3 separate regions of the Rattus norvegicus genome follow, and regions 2 and 3 are each linked to region 1. A link is a contact called in public Hi-C data. All regions are on one chromosome and are shown on one strand. Each heading gives the region's core, a stretch centred on a gene start, on an enhancer-like site or on the middle of the called end of the contact. The rest is flanking DNA. Distances are from core to core; before and after follow the strand shown.

Region 1 (4,802 bases), core at 1,148-3,647:
CAATTAAATATTGTCCTTTATAAGAGTTGCCTTGGTCACGGCTTCTGTTCACAGCAGTAAAACCCTAACCAAGACACATATTGTCTTCACAATTCGAAGGATGATTACAAGATTGTGTGCTTTTTATATGTGAATGATTCTGTAGGTTCTGGGGGGTGCGAGACAGTAGTTGTAAGAATCTAATAGTTTACCACATAGTTCCTGTAACTACTGAGTCAACTCCATCAGTATTTATAAGATAGGTTATGGCAAGTATACACTAGTGAATGCACATTTTATTTGACAGGCTAGCATAGGTTTATAAGGAAATAAATACACTCACAATCTCAGTGGCTTAATGGGACAAGAGTTTACTATTTTTGAGTGAGGAGTCTCTCTTGCTCCTGTCATTTTCCAGGACAGCTGTCCACAGAGTGATGGCTCAGCATTAAGATCCTCTCGGATCACGAGGCACCACCATCTGGATGTGCTATTTTCACCATAGCCACTGGAGAGCAAGAGTGGGTCGAGTGTCCACCATTCCACTTCCAATGAAATGATTGTACTTCAGACGTGACCCAAGTAACTTCAGTTCACACATCACTGTCACGTCACACGACCATGTTTGACTTTAAGAGGGCAGAGACAGCCATCTTACCGTGCAATCATACTATTTATAAACGAAAGATAAGCATCATTGAAATAAAGAGTGGGCTGACCGGTACAACCACATTAGCTTGTGTGATAGACGACACTATCTCTGGTTTCCTATCAATCGCCAAAGTTTATTCTCTCTTGCTTGAATTTATTATGCCAGAAGGAACTGGCCCAGTGGGGCTCCAAATGCAGTCCTAGTCTGCCCACTGGTTGACTGGGAGGGATCTCTATGGCTTCTGTAATTGAGTCACTGCTTTCACAAGTGTCAGATGTTCAGCTTTGGGAGATGAGATTTGTGTCCGCAATCTTCTGCTGTGGTCTTAGACTAACTCTGTGTGTGTTCTGTGTGTGCTGTGGTCTTAGACTAACTCTGTGTGTGTTCTCAGAGTGTTTAATTGCTCCTTGAAGACTTGGGTCGTATTCTGCAAAGAGGTTTTTTTTAATTTTTAAAATGAATGACTTCAACCAATCCATAACATCTTATCCTGGAGCTCCGATGGTCATTAAGAAGAGGCTAGCTACGTGGTGGCCCCAGAAGTGTAGCATATTTGAGCACATTGACTTGTCTGAACAGGAAGCAAAATGACCATAGAGAAAATAACAAGCAAGATCACTAAATACAAAACAAAACAACAAGACAAAAAAACAAAACAAAAAACAAAACAAAACAGAGTTTAAGCACCTGGAAAAAAAAAGTTAAGTTTAAAGTTTCCTCCTTCGTTTTGTTTTTCTTGGGCTCATCTCGTATTGTCCAGCAAAGGAATAAAGAAAGTATGAGAGTTCACCCAGGATGATGGTACATTCCTATAACCCCGGGTCTTGGAAAACTGAGGCAGGAGGATGGAGTGTTCCAGTCAACCTGTATTATTCAGGAAGGAGACTTCGACTTAAAAATATTAACAATAAACTCGCGGCAGCAGCAATAATAAAGCCGGTTTAATCTGCTAGAACGGAAAAGGAATTATATTCTTCTGTTTTGTTTTAATATTACGATAATCAAATTACCCCTAAAATGTTTTCTTTTGAAATATGCATCCTCATGAATTTGCATTAGCTCTGAAGTGGGCATTGGTAAAGAAGTTTAGCTTCTTTGTATTTTAAGATTCATATCAAGCAATGTTAAAATTTAAAGGGAATATTGGAATTTATTTTGCCATAGAACTGAGAGAAAACCTGAGCAGTCCTTGAGATTAGGAAAAAGGATGCAGAACATAGTAATATTTAGGCTTTAGACAGAATAAAACCAAGCAAATATTGCTCAAAAACAAAATCCCAGCAACCCACTGCGAGCAGCCCCTCTCCAGGGGGCAGTAGAGTCTCCAGGAGGGGAGAGGCCAGGCTGCTCCGGGAAGTGCCCTACCTCGGCTGGGTACGGCTGCCCCCCGAGGCGAGGTGAGGGGCGGAGGCTGGAGGAAGGAGCAGGGAGGCGACCTCAGCTTCTTAGGAAAGCTCTGCTCCCGCGGACTAGGGGCGGAGTAGCAGCCGGTTTTAAAGTAGCAGCCTGGGAGGAAGGAAGGAAGGAACGAGGGAGGGACGGGAACCCTGGAGGAGGAGCAGCGAGCCGGGCTGCAGAGTCGGCGGGTGCAGGAGCCGCCCGCGCGAGGCCACGTTTGTTTTTGTTATTTTCCATTGGAGTAGTTCTCCGAGACTGAGCGGGCCGTGCGGGCACCCCCGACCTTCCAGGTGACAGCCGGTCACCCTGCTAGGAGTCAGCTCCGCCCCGAGTCGCCCCTTCCCGCCCACAGCTTCACTCTCCGCCCAGCCTTCCAGTGCCAGCCCAGGGCGAGCGCGCCGGCCGCAGCGGGCTGCAGGAGTAGGAGCAGGAGCAGGAGCAGGAGCTGGAGCAGGAGACCGCGGCTGCCCTGGTCCCTGACCCCGAGGACGGACGGGCGGCGGGAGGACAGACCGGCCCCGGGACGCGATTTCCAGGAAGGAGGATGCGCGCGTGAGCCTGTGTCTCCCGCTAGTCTACTGAGCTGCAGCCAGAGGCTCTGAGCCGTGCCCGGGGAAGTGTCGCATGGGGCAGGGCCGCTGAAGCACGGACTTTAAAGGCTGGTGGCACCGAGTCAGGCGCGGGGGCCTGGGACGACAGTTAGCAGTTTCCTCCGCTCCTGCACAGTGAGAGTTGGGGGCGCGGTGCCCTCGCTAGGCGCGAGTTATGGAGTCGCCTAGCTGCATTCAGGATGAGCCTTTCCCGCACCCCCTAGAGCCGGAGCCGATTGCCCTAGCGCAGCCAGGTGCCACCAAGCCTGGCGACAAGCGCTTCCGGCTATGGTACGTGGGAGGGTCTTGCTTGGATCGCAGGACCACGCTGCCTATGCTCCCGTGGCTCATGGCCGAGATCCGTCGGCGCAGCCTGAAGCCCGAGGCGGGCGGCTGCGGGGCGCCCGCGGCCCGGGAGGTGCTCCTGGTGCTCAGCGCCCCCTTCCTGCGTTGCGTCCCCGCGCCAGGTGTCGGGGTCGGCGGGGGCGCAGGCTCCGGAGCCGTACAGCCCAACACCGGGGTGTTCATCTTCGAGCACAAGGCTCAGCACATCTCGCGCTTCATCCACAACAGCCACGACCTCACCTACTTTGCCTATTTGATCAAGGCGCAGCCCGACGACCCCGAGTCACAGATGGCCTGCCACGTTTTCCGTGCCACGGACCCTAACCAGGTAAGTTTTAGGTGCCAGGGGCGGGGCTAAGAGCCGCGAGGACTGGCGAGGCAGTGACCTCTCTTTTAAGAACTGTCTTGGATCTTGGCTGCTGGCTTGCGCTCCACGTGGCGCGCTCGAGTGCTCTCCTGGTTCCGTTTTGGGATATGGGAGTGGGGGGAAAGCGGCTGGATTGGTTCTAGGGACCAGCTGGCTGCCCTGAGCAGGAGAGGGGAAAGTAGACTCAGTGGTCTTGGGACCCGGTAGGAGTTGGCAAGACTCAAGGAAAAGCGCGGATCCCAGGAGGATCCTGGTGACTGGTGATGGATGACTTGCGTGGCTTTCATCAATGTGTGTGTGTGTGTGTGTGTGTGTGTGTGTGTGTGTGTGTGTGTGCGCGCAAATGTGTTTCTTGGAAGCGCCGGAGACCACGGGGCACCGGCTCTCAGTCTCGGTAGTCCTGCATTTATACTAGTTTGGCTAGCGCGTCACTGTCACCAAAGTATCTCTAAGTATCTGGGCCTGGGGATGTGTGATTTCCGAGGCTAGGCTAGGGAAGAGTTAGACGTGCCAGAATGTTAGCTAAGTATGATTCTGCGAATTTGGAATTGGAAGACCTTTCTGCTGGTTTTCCGCACCCACAGAGACAATAAATGCATACTTGAGTAACTTAAAAATCAGTGTGATAGAGGTTTCAATGTCATTTTAAAAGTGTTATACTCTTCTAGCTTCATGTTCAGTATTTCTTCTCCGGAGTTTTCTTGTCCCCCCCCCCCCCCCCCCCGGAGCTGGGGACGGAACCCAGGGCCTTGCGCTTCCTAGGCAAGCGCTCTACCACTGAGCTAAATCCCCAACCCTCTCCGGAGTTTTCTAACTAGAAGTGTTCTGGTACTAAATAGAACCTTGAGTTCCTTAATAAGCAGGGGCAGGTCTATCTAGCACAGCAGTTCTCAACCTGGGGGTTGCATATCAGAGATCCTGCATATCAGATATTTACATTATAATTCATAACAGTAACAAAGTCATTATTATGAAGTAGTAACGAAATATTATGGTTAGGGGTCACCACAACGTAAGGAAATGTATTAAAGGGTCACAGCCTCAGGAAGGTTGAGAACCACTGCTCTAGTAGAAAGAGGGAATCTTCTAGTAACTGTGCCTTGGGAAACAGGCTTAGAAGTGTGGAAAGAATGTTTGTGTGTGTGTGTGTGTGTGTGTGTGTGTGTTTTCTGTGTTTGTTTGCTTTCCAATGTTAAAGCCCCACCCTGTCCTGTTTTCTAAAAATATAATTCGTTGACTAAACATAAATGAATACAGGTTCTATTACATGGTATTCTTATGGTAGCTGGGAAATTAAGACTAGAAGAACAGCTTATAATAAGTCCTCATTTTATTATCACTCCATAATTGGATTCTAAAAATATTGCTTGAGAAAAAGAATATTTTTTCGTACTAGCGTTCCATAGAAGTCCTATAACAAAACTGAAGTAAGAGAATTGCCTTTAGTTTGTTTCATTACTTTGTAGAAGAG
Region 2 (4,722 bases), core at 380-2,879, 82 kb after region 1:
CTGGACGATCATATGTGGATCTCAGACATTGGACATTTAGCTATTTACACGTTTGGAGCTTGCTTCTGCTTTGTTCCGATTGTGACTGCCCTGGTCCTTCTCTCTTGAAGTCAGAAAGTATTTAATTTATAAGACTGTGGGACTTGACTATCTATCTTTCTTCCTTCCTTTCTTTCTTCCTTCCTTCTTTCCTCCCTCCTTCCCTTCCTCCCTTCTTCCCTCCCTCCCTCCCTCCCTCCCTTCCTTTCTTTTTTGAGACATGGTTTCTCTGTACAGCCTTGGCTGTCTTGGAATTGGTTTTGAAGACCAGGCTGGCTTTGAAATCACCAATCCACCTGCTCTCTGCCTCCTGAGTGCTGGGATTAAAGGCATGTGCCACCAACACCCAGCCTGGGAGATCTTTTAAGTTTATAAGATGTTTTCTATTGTGATTTTTTTTTAATTAACGTTTGATCTTGTGGATGAACAAGAAAGGAAAGGTTGTGACGTGTTTGTGTGTTAGGCTGACAAGGGCTCGGTTGTGCTTCCTGGTTTTATGTGAACTTAACAGAATCTAGAGTCAATGGAGAGGACAGAGCCTCAGCTGACAAGATATCTCCATAAGACTGGGATGCAGCTACACAGTCAAACCTCTCGGCGTTATCTTAATTAATGGGGGGAGAGCCCAGCACATTGTGGGTGGAGCCACCACTGGTCTGGCGGTCCTGGGTTCTATAAGAAAGCAGGCTGAGGAAGTCATGGGGAGCAGGCCATTAAGCTGCACTCTCCAATGGCCTCTGCATGAGCTCCTGCCTTCAGGTTCCCACCCTGTGTGAGCTCCTATGGTTTCTATGATAAAGAGTGACATGGAGATGTAAGCTGCATAAACCCTTTCCTCCCAATCTTGGTTTTCGCCATGGTGTTCCATCGAGGCAGTGGTAGCCCTAACTAGGACAGGGTGTGTATTTACTGAGGAGTGAGAGCCATGATTAGATTTCTTTATGTATAGGCTTGCTTTCTTTCATTCTTTTTCTTTCTTGAAGTCCACATTCACCCATTCTTGCTTGCCTTCACACTTTTATCAGACCTTTAAATTCTTCTCTATTACTAGTAACTCATGAAAGCCTTTGATACAGCCACCAAGCCAGTAAAGGTTGAGGCATCAACTCCATTATGAATGCACACAGCTGCAAGAAAAACATTACTTTTAGCATAATGAATGGGAGTGTCGGGAGGCAATCATGGGTCTTTTCTTCTTCCGGCAGAAGGGTGGGGTTTATAGCTTGCTGTTTTTCATGAGAGAAACTGAGTTAAACCTTCCTGTAAATTATAAAGAGGTCGAAGAAATCTGTGGGAAATAGCGTTTGAAATCAGGCACTGTGGTATTAATAGCAGGACATGAGACAAACAAAGGGCCCAGCAGGGCGTTTCTGGCCAACAAGTTGCAAAAACAGCCTGGTCCCATATATAAATAAAGAAACTGTAACAACACAACCAATTACAATGGAAGGTACACACATATTGATTAGTACGGAGCCAGGGGACATACCAGGGTGTCACTTGTTTTCACTAGCAGCTTATGAGCTTTGCAAACTGTTTATGGGTTTGCTATTTCTAGTAACTCATTGAGCAATGCAAGGAGCTATTAAAAAATAGCTCCTGATCATATACAGAGGCTTTATTATAGTGTTAGGGGAGTGGATTGCATGTCATGACCCCAGCAGGTCTCCATTCGCTTTCAAAAAGACTTTGTAGAGGGTGTTTGTAGGTTGAACCCAGTCTCTGACTCACGTGGACAGTGCTTAGACACTGTCTGTGAAGGGTGACGGCTGTGATGAGCAGTGAGGAGGAAGTGGTGCTGGATGGGAGCTTTCCATGCCTCTCCTTGTCCTGTGCTGAGCAGAGACCACCACACTTCAGGAATGTTCTGCTTCTGTCGTCAGACTCGCTACATGATGAGTATAATGTTTAAAGGAATGACATTTTGCCTAGAAGATAAACTGTGAAAACTTCACAGACTTCTTGCAAACACATTTCTAAATGTGGTGCCTGTGCTCTGAGTGGATTCAGTTAGTAACTTACATATTAGATGCTTTCTCTTGGAAAAAGGACAGAGGGTGTCCGAATTCCCCATTCCCAGTGTATTCTCTGCCGGACATTACGAAGGGCTTGCGGTAACTCTGTAGATGTTCGTAGAATGAAATTGATTAGGTGCTGTTCTAAAGATGAGGTAAATCTGATAGAAGAAGCAATGTAAGTCAACACTAAATCCAACATAATTTTCATAGATTTCAATTCAATATACCAAAAAAGAGGCTGTGACAGAGAGAGAGAGAGAGAGAGAGAGAGAGAGAGAGAGAGAGACGGAGAGGGAGAGAGAGAGTGTGTGTGTGTGGGAGAGAGAGAGAGAGAGAGAGAGAGAGAGAGAGAGAGAGAGAAAGAGAAAGAGAGATAAAGAGAGAAAGAGAGAGAGAGAAAGAGAGAGTGTGGGGGGAGAGAGAAAGAGAGAGAGAGATGAATGGGGTGTGACTAGGGCAAGTTGGAGGGAGGTAGTAGATTTGATTAAGACAGATTGTCTAGATATATGAAAATTTCAAAGAATACATTTTAAAAACTTATCAGGAACATCTGATTCAACACACAGTTCAAATTACCATTTCCCCCCCGAATGTCAGTGCTGTTACAGCTTCTCATTCTTCATAATGTTTTAGAATTCATAAGAGTTATGGTGAGCTAGAAAATTGGTAGAATCTAAACTTTGGTCCTGCAAGACTTATGTAAATAAGTAAGGAAGAGAATGGATGACATCAAGTTAGCTTAAACAGTGAGGGGCTGAAATGCTGATAAACTTGAACTTGAAACTTCAGAGTTTGGGATCCATTCTGGGTTTGCTAAATTTTTGACCTTTACTTTCCCCAGTTAATTATATTTCTTCTTCTTCTCCTTCATAAGGTAATTGTAGCAGTTAACTTAACATTAGTTGAAAGGCACCTTTTAAGCTATTAAACTGTATATATAAACTTGTAATTATGGGGTCGCATTATGTAACCCTTGCTTCAAAGTCATACACGTAGACATTTTGAGAAATTATCTTACTGGGTTTGTCTGACTTTTATCTACAGTTCCTTTCGTGAAAAAACAACATCAGTGTTGTTCATGATTTTCATTTATTCCACTTTAAACAAATCAAGAAACAGCTTAGCCCAGGAATGTAGAGACTACAGGTTTCCCAGGTGTGGGTAACCCCACTCTGCTTTGTTGTTACCCTGGAAAGTCTCTTCACTGTAGATCTGAGCTGAGCATAGCAGGCCACATGGCTGTTGGTCTGTAGTGTATTATACAGTGGGTTTTGTGAAGTGGAGGAGAGCTATTTCCTACCACAAATACATTGCTTAGAGCGTGGCCCCAGCAGATCATATGTCCTAGGTAGTTTGGGTTATGTAAATATTAACTAAGAAACTGAATTGTTTTTATAGAATGCTGGTTCAATGTTAACTTTCCACAGCCCTGCAGAAAGGAGGTCAAAGGGGAGGCTGACTGCAAGAGCCTCACTGGTGTCGAAGACATGACCTTTTCCTTCACGGCCAGAGAACCTGGCAGCAAAAGGAAGGGGAACACAAAACCATGTTTAGTAATGACATCAAACAGAGGCTGTATGCATATGTGTGTATTTTAATTTAGATTAAAGTGACTTCATATTGCCAAAGGTTGAAGCTCACAGAAAAGAAGAGACCAGAGACCCAAATGAAGAGCATAAGTTAAGATTTGGAGTCCGATTGTGAAAGAAAGGTAGAAAGGGCCTTGGGAAAGATGAAGGTGGTCACTGTAGAGGAGGAAGGAACCTGTTCCCAGGAGTTGAGGAGGAAGAGAAGAGAGGTGCAGGGAGGCAGGGAGGGGGATTCTGAAGTGAGGAGTGATAACCCAGAAAATTCACGGTTGGTGTCACAAGGGCCCGGAGACTGCAAGTGGATGATTAGCTTCCAGGGCCAACCTTCTCTGCTATTTGTAGACCAAAGTGATTAGAGAAGAAATGAAAATGCATGTAGGTGACTCACCTGAGGCTGGACAGGAGAGGGAGAATGAACTCGGACATAAGGTAGGGGGATGGACTTGGTGATTGCTGTGGTAATATTTGGAATAGTGTTATAATCCTTAAACCAGATCGTTTTGTATGTACTTCTAAATGTAATATTTTGCTCATTTGTTTAAGAAACACTCATTTGTTGGAAGTCTATGCTTTCTTAGGTCTCATATTTTAATGAGGGGAGGACAGATGTTGAGAAGCGAAGAACGTGAAATCTGGGGCACTCACGCTTGAAGAGAAAGTTCGCAGGGAAAGTGGGAGGAGGAGAAGGGGAGGAAAGAGAGGAAGAATGAAGACCAGAGGGTTATTTTAGGGAATGTGGGGAGTGATGTTTTCAATGAGAAAGACCAAGGTTGAGAGAGGATCTACAGGAGGTGAAAGAGAGGGAGTGGGTGTTCTTGGAGCTGAGGAGAAAGTCTGTGTGGGAGGAACCATAAAGAGGCTTGTTGGATAGGCTGACTTCGTGAGGCCGTAGTGCTAGGAACCGAGCTCAGAGACCACAGTGTAGAAGCACACAGTGTAAGTTCTTGTTCAGCCCTAAGACTAGATAGGAAGAATAAAGTAGACATGTAAACAGGAAAGAAGGAGGAGGAATACGTTGAGGACACTGAAAAAGGAGAGCCAGGAACATGACTGAAACCTGGGAGAGTGTGGCGGCC
Region 3 (4,367 bases), core at 213-2,712, 99 kb after region 1:
TGGTTTCTGGTGTGAAGTCTCTCCGATCATATTCATCTTAGATAAGCATCTCTTCTTTGAGAATGCTGGCGAGATCCAGTTCTGCCCATAGGATCACACCATACACATCAATTATTAGTGACTGTTGAACAGATTTTCCTCGTTTCTCTTATCTTTTATCTTAAATCATGTTGATTGTAAGGCTAACACTGAAACACTAGCTTCATTAATCCTGGTAACAGAGATACTAAGAAGATATTCACATATTAAGTTTACACCCCCACCCCGTGTGTGTGTGTGTGTGTGTGTGCGTGTGCGTGTGCGTGTGCCTGTGCCTGTGCCTGTGCCTGTGTGGGGCCTGGTGAGGATGTCAGGGTAACCTAGCTGGCTTTTGAGTCCCTAGCATCCAGCTGTCACAGTCTCACTACTGCAGGGATTTCAGGCAGATGCCTCCCGAGTTCTGGAGACCTGACCTGCCGCCCTCCTGCAAACACCTGCTCTCTGTGCCATTTCCCCAGCCCAAGGCTTCTATATTCTTAGAAGTACGATAGTGTCACAAATGAGTTTAAAGTTCCAAGGAGAAACTGAAGGACTTAAAAATCCACAGCCAGACACATGGTATTTATACAATTTCATAAGTAGAAATACCTTCTTGATGTCTTTTACGATTACGCTGTTAGGGAACACATCAGGAGGCGCAAGACTGAGTTCTGTTGAATGGGAGAGGTGACCTGCCCGAGAGCACACGTCTAAGGTTCGGTGGGGGCCTTTTGTGACTGGGGGGTGCATTCTTTTAGGTGTCTCTCAAGCAGTTTCTAATGAACAGTGAGGAATCCCTCCGCTCTGCTGCTGTGAGAGCTGAACCTGTGTGTTCTGAAGAGCTCTCACTGGGTGAGGGATTAACTGTGCTCCCAGATCTGAACATGTACTGACAGCCCGAAAGGCAACGTTGCTGGAAGACATTGTACTGTTCATTTTTCATTTACTGGCAATAACCGTATCAGACACACTTCATCTCGACTCCTGTTCTTTCCAGGGGGGTGAAAATCGACTGTAAGGGTCAAGGACAGGGCCACACAGAGCTCCAGTATGAATAGTGACCGTGAAGAATGCAGCCGTCAGTATTTTCTGACCCACGGAATGTGCCTGCCTGGGTCAGAGAGGCATCTGGCTGCTTGTGGCTGTCCTTCCTTCTCGCCTATTTTTAGAGTCAGGCAATTGTGTGTTTTCTCGTTATCTTTTGGTGATAGGCAGTTAGGATCGTTTTTTGTTTCTGTCTTTGTTTCCCCTCTTGGGAGAGCAGGGGCCTGTGCACCTTTCCTGATTAAAGATAATGTTTGAAAGCCACTGAAGTCAGGAATGCTGTGGACTACTTCATTTACAACGTGAAAGATCTGTTGTGCTGTTATAAATGTCTGAAGCGATGTGGCACGCCAGGACAGAAATAGGTTTCGGAGAAATGTGTGGTGTTTTTGTTTCCCGATACCATTACAGCTCTATCTACTGATCTCAGCGAACTTGTGGTGTCCAGATCCTCTGGCTCAGTGCTCACCCCCTTGCCCCCATTCCGTTGCACAACCATGCTTTGCTCAAAGCCTTCTCTTGAGTTCATTTTAGGAGTTGAAGTTTATTAACTGTCCCCTCTGACATTTTGTTTAGAAGGCTCGATATCTTCATATACCCTGATAAAATGCCAAGAAATAGTTTTCTTACTATGTTCATTATGTCCTCTGTGAACATATTTAACAGGTTCAAGTCCATTAACTCCTGACTTTAGGATACATTTTTTTTTTCAAAGTAACCATTCTTTTTATTAACTTGCTAATTGGTTTCGCACACCTGTTTAGTTATTCAAAAATCACAATTACTTTAATTCTAAGTGGTTGACTTTATGAGTCTAGAATAAAGTAAAAATGATATTTTTTACAAACTATCATTTTTCAGGATTATTCTTTTGCAGTTGTATTACACTAGTCCGTGTGAGAACACTCCCCCTAGTGGTCATTGAAATAAATGCAGGCAGCATTAAGCAGCATTAAGTAGTCTGCTGTTCTAATAGAATCAACTAATGGATTGGTTCACTGTGTTTTGTATTCGTTTCAGGGATATGCATCATTTGGAAACATGGATTTCACAATGCTGTAATAAATGACAGCAATCCACAGCGTTTCCTAGTCCCGTACTCTGTTACTACAATTAGAAAAGGGATGAACTTTTTTGAGTGCATAAGAAGTTTTGCTCTCATGATTCAGTGACTTTGTTTTTCATTTGGCCTTTTGAAAATTGTTATCTATGTAAGAAAAGAAATAAAGAATTATCTTTCCTAAGTGACACAAGTACTTGATCACTAGACATTTTTGGTAAGATGCAAAATGTTCTTCTCTTTTACCTAAGCACACACAGACTTATTCCAAAATGTATTTGTGACGTTGATCTTCACTGTTAACACACCCCGGGCCAGTCTGTGAGAGTATCTCCAAGAGATTTAACCTGGGAGGGAAGGCCCACCCACGGGCTGCAATTTCAGAACAAAGGAGAAGGCAAACAAAGAGAATTCGCCTGTTTTTTGCTGACTTTATAGATACAATGCGACTGATTACCCCATGCATCTGCCTCCTCCCCTTCCCTGATTGACTGTATCCCTTCAAACTATGGGCTGAAATAAACTCTTAAGTTGTATAAGTAGATAATTTGTCATGGCAACACGAAAGGGAAGTAATACAGTACTTCTTAGAGTAGCTCCGCGTAGGCTTAGCCTTTTTAAAAACCTACTGTTAATGAGGGTTTTAAAAGGCTTCGAATCCCGCCCACCCAAACACCATGTGGATCTGCCTCAGCAAAATACAGCATTAAGTCTGCCTCAGCAAAAGACCATGTGAGTCTGTATCACATGACGCAACTGGAAACTTCTACTTCAGCGCCCAGCGTCAGCCCAGGCTGGGAGCGTAGTTTATTATTTACGCGACTCCATGTAGATGCCGACTCCTGCCTCCTATTTCCCAATGACCAGATTTTATCCAAGCCATTTAAGCTCTCTAGTAACACCTTCAATTAACTTGTAATTGTTTCCATGACACCTCAGAAAGAGTAACCTCAAGATACCAAGACAAGTTTGCCTCACAGGTTGGCTCGTAATCACTTTGGATTAAATTCAATACTCTATTGAATCTCCCTCCCCACCTTCAGCTCTGCTTATGAGCGTGCCTCGTGATTTACAGAGGAGCGTGGGAGAGTGGAAGGGGGGAAGTCTGGTACCCACAGTGCCGCTTCACCATGCCCGCCCACTCCGCCATGCCCACCCACTCCGCTATGCTTGCCCATTCCGCCATGCCTGCCCACAGCCGTGCCTTGCAGCCCCTTTCCCCACTCACTGAACTGCTCCTACTTCGGCTGTGTTGTCTCTTTCCCACTTTTTCCCACTTAATGACAACGTTCCTGCAACTCTATCCTCTTCTAGCTTACCAGTTTGCCCGCCATCATTGGGCATTCATTGTCAGAAGCCATCATTTGAACATCTTTATATATAGCATTTTCTTTAGGTTTATTTTATTATTTCTTTTCGTGTTATTAGTGTTTGACAGTATGTATGTCTGTGCACCAAGTATGTGCCTGGTGCACGAAGAAGTCAAAAGACAGAATCAGATTCCGTGGAACTAGAGTTACAAACGCTTGTGAGCTGCCCTGTGAATGTTGGGAATGGGAGCTGTGTCCTCGGAAATAGCAGCAAGTACCGGCTGAACCAAGCCTTCAACTCCCCATCGTTTGTTCTCCCTCTCCTGACTTCGTACTTAGTCTGTCCCTGTTGCTGGAGGATTTATTCCTGAAATTGTCTACCCTAGTATGGGTTTTGCCTGCTGCCTACACAATTTGTGTGTGTGTGTGTGTGTGTGTGTGTGTGTGTGTGTGTGTGTGTGTGTTTGCGCGTGCGTGCACACCCAAGCTACCTATGATCCCACACTGATTATTCTGCTTTTACTGGCTTCAGGGTCCTCTTCCCTGATGCTTTTATTCCTGGTTCTTGGTGTAGTTTCCTTTGCTCACATCTCTTCAGGCTTCCTCACTTTGAGACATGGGCTGGGGGCTGGGGCTGGGGAATTTTCTGTGTGAATCGCTTTTACTGTATTTCTGTCTGTTTCCCTCTGACACCCACACAGAGCCTTTTTCCTTTTAAACTGTGTTGCAGAGTAGAGGTCAGGGGACAGTTGTGGGCCTCTGTCCTCTTGTTCACTGCTGAGTATGTCAGGCTAGTTGGCCTTGGAGTGTTAGGGGAGCTTCTCCATCTCCCACGCATTGGGATTACGTATGCGTGCTCCCCTGGTTGACTTTACTTGGTTTCTGGGGTTCTAAATTCAGGTTCTCATTCTTACACAACAAGCCCTCTACCCACA

What was found. A called contact is a pair of places that touch in the nucleus more often than the background predicts.
Region 2: a contact with region 1 is called in a Hi-C map of psoas muscle, with 3 times the contacts expected there. The contact joins the enhancer-like site here to the promoter of Tbc1d4 in region 1. A contact is called at or near these places in 3 of 12 Hi-C or Micro-C datasets (hepatocytes, kidney and psoas muscle).
Region 3: a contact with region 1 is called in a Hi-C map of frontal cortex, with 2.8 times the contacts expected there. The contact joins the enhancer-like site here to the promoter of Tbc1d4 in region 1. A contact is called at or near these places in 10 of 12 Hi-C or Micro-C datasets (the A7r5 cell line, Schwann cells, frontal cortex and 6 more).

Annotation. Positions count from the first base shown.
Region 1 is chr15:84,846,288-84,851,089 of GRCr8, reverse strand. It overlaps Tbc1d4 (TBC1 domain family, member 4), which reads left to right and starts at 2,397. Exons shown (of 20, transcript NM_001427219.1): 1 at 2,397-3,292. The coding sequence starts at 2,795.
Region 2 is chr15:84,763,803-84,768,524 of GRCr8, reverse strand. All of the region lies in intron 1 of Tbc1d4 (TBC1 domain family, member 4), which reads left to right. Among named protein-coding and RNA genes, the nearest start is that of Tbc1d4, 83 kb to the left of the region's middle. Within about 2 kb of position 1,629, at least 10 of the 93 cell types and tissues checked have an H3K27ac peak or open chromatin away from gene starts, as enhancers often do.
Region 3 is chr15:84,746,431-84,750,797 of GRCr8, reverse strand. The region is part of intron 1 of Tbc1d4 (TBC1 domain family, member 4); the gene reads left to right. Among named protein-coding and RNA genes, the nearest start is that of Tbc1d4, 100 kb to the left of the region's middle. Within about 2 kb of position 1,462, at least 8 of the 93 cell types and tissues checked have an H3K27ac peak or open chromatin away from gene starts, as enhancers often do.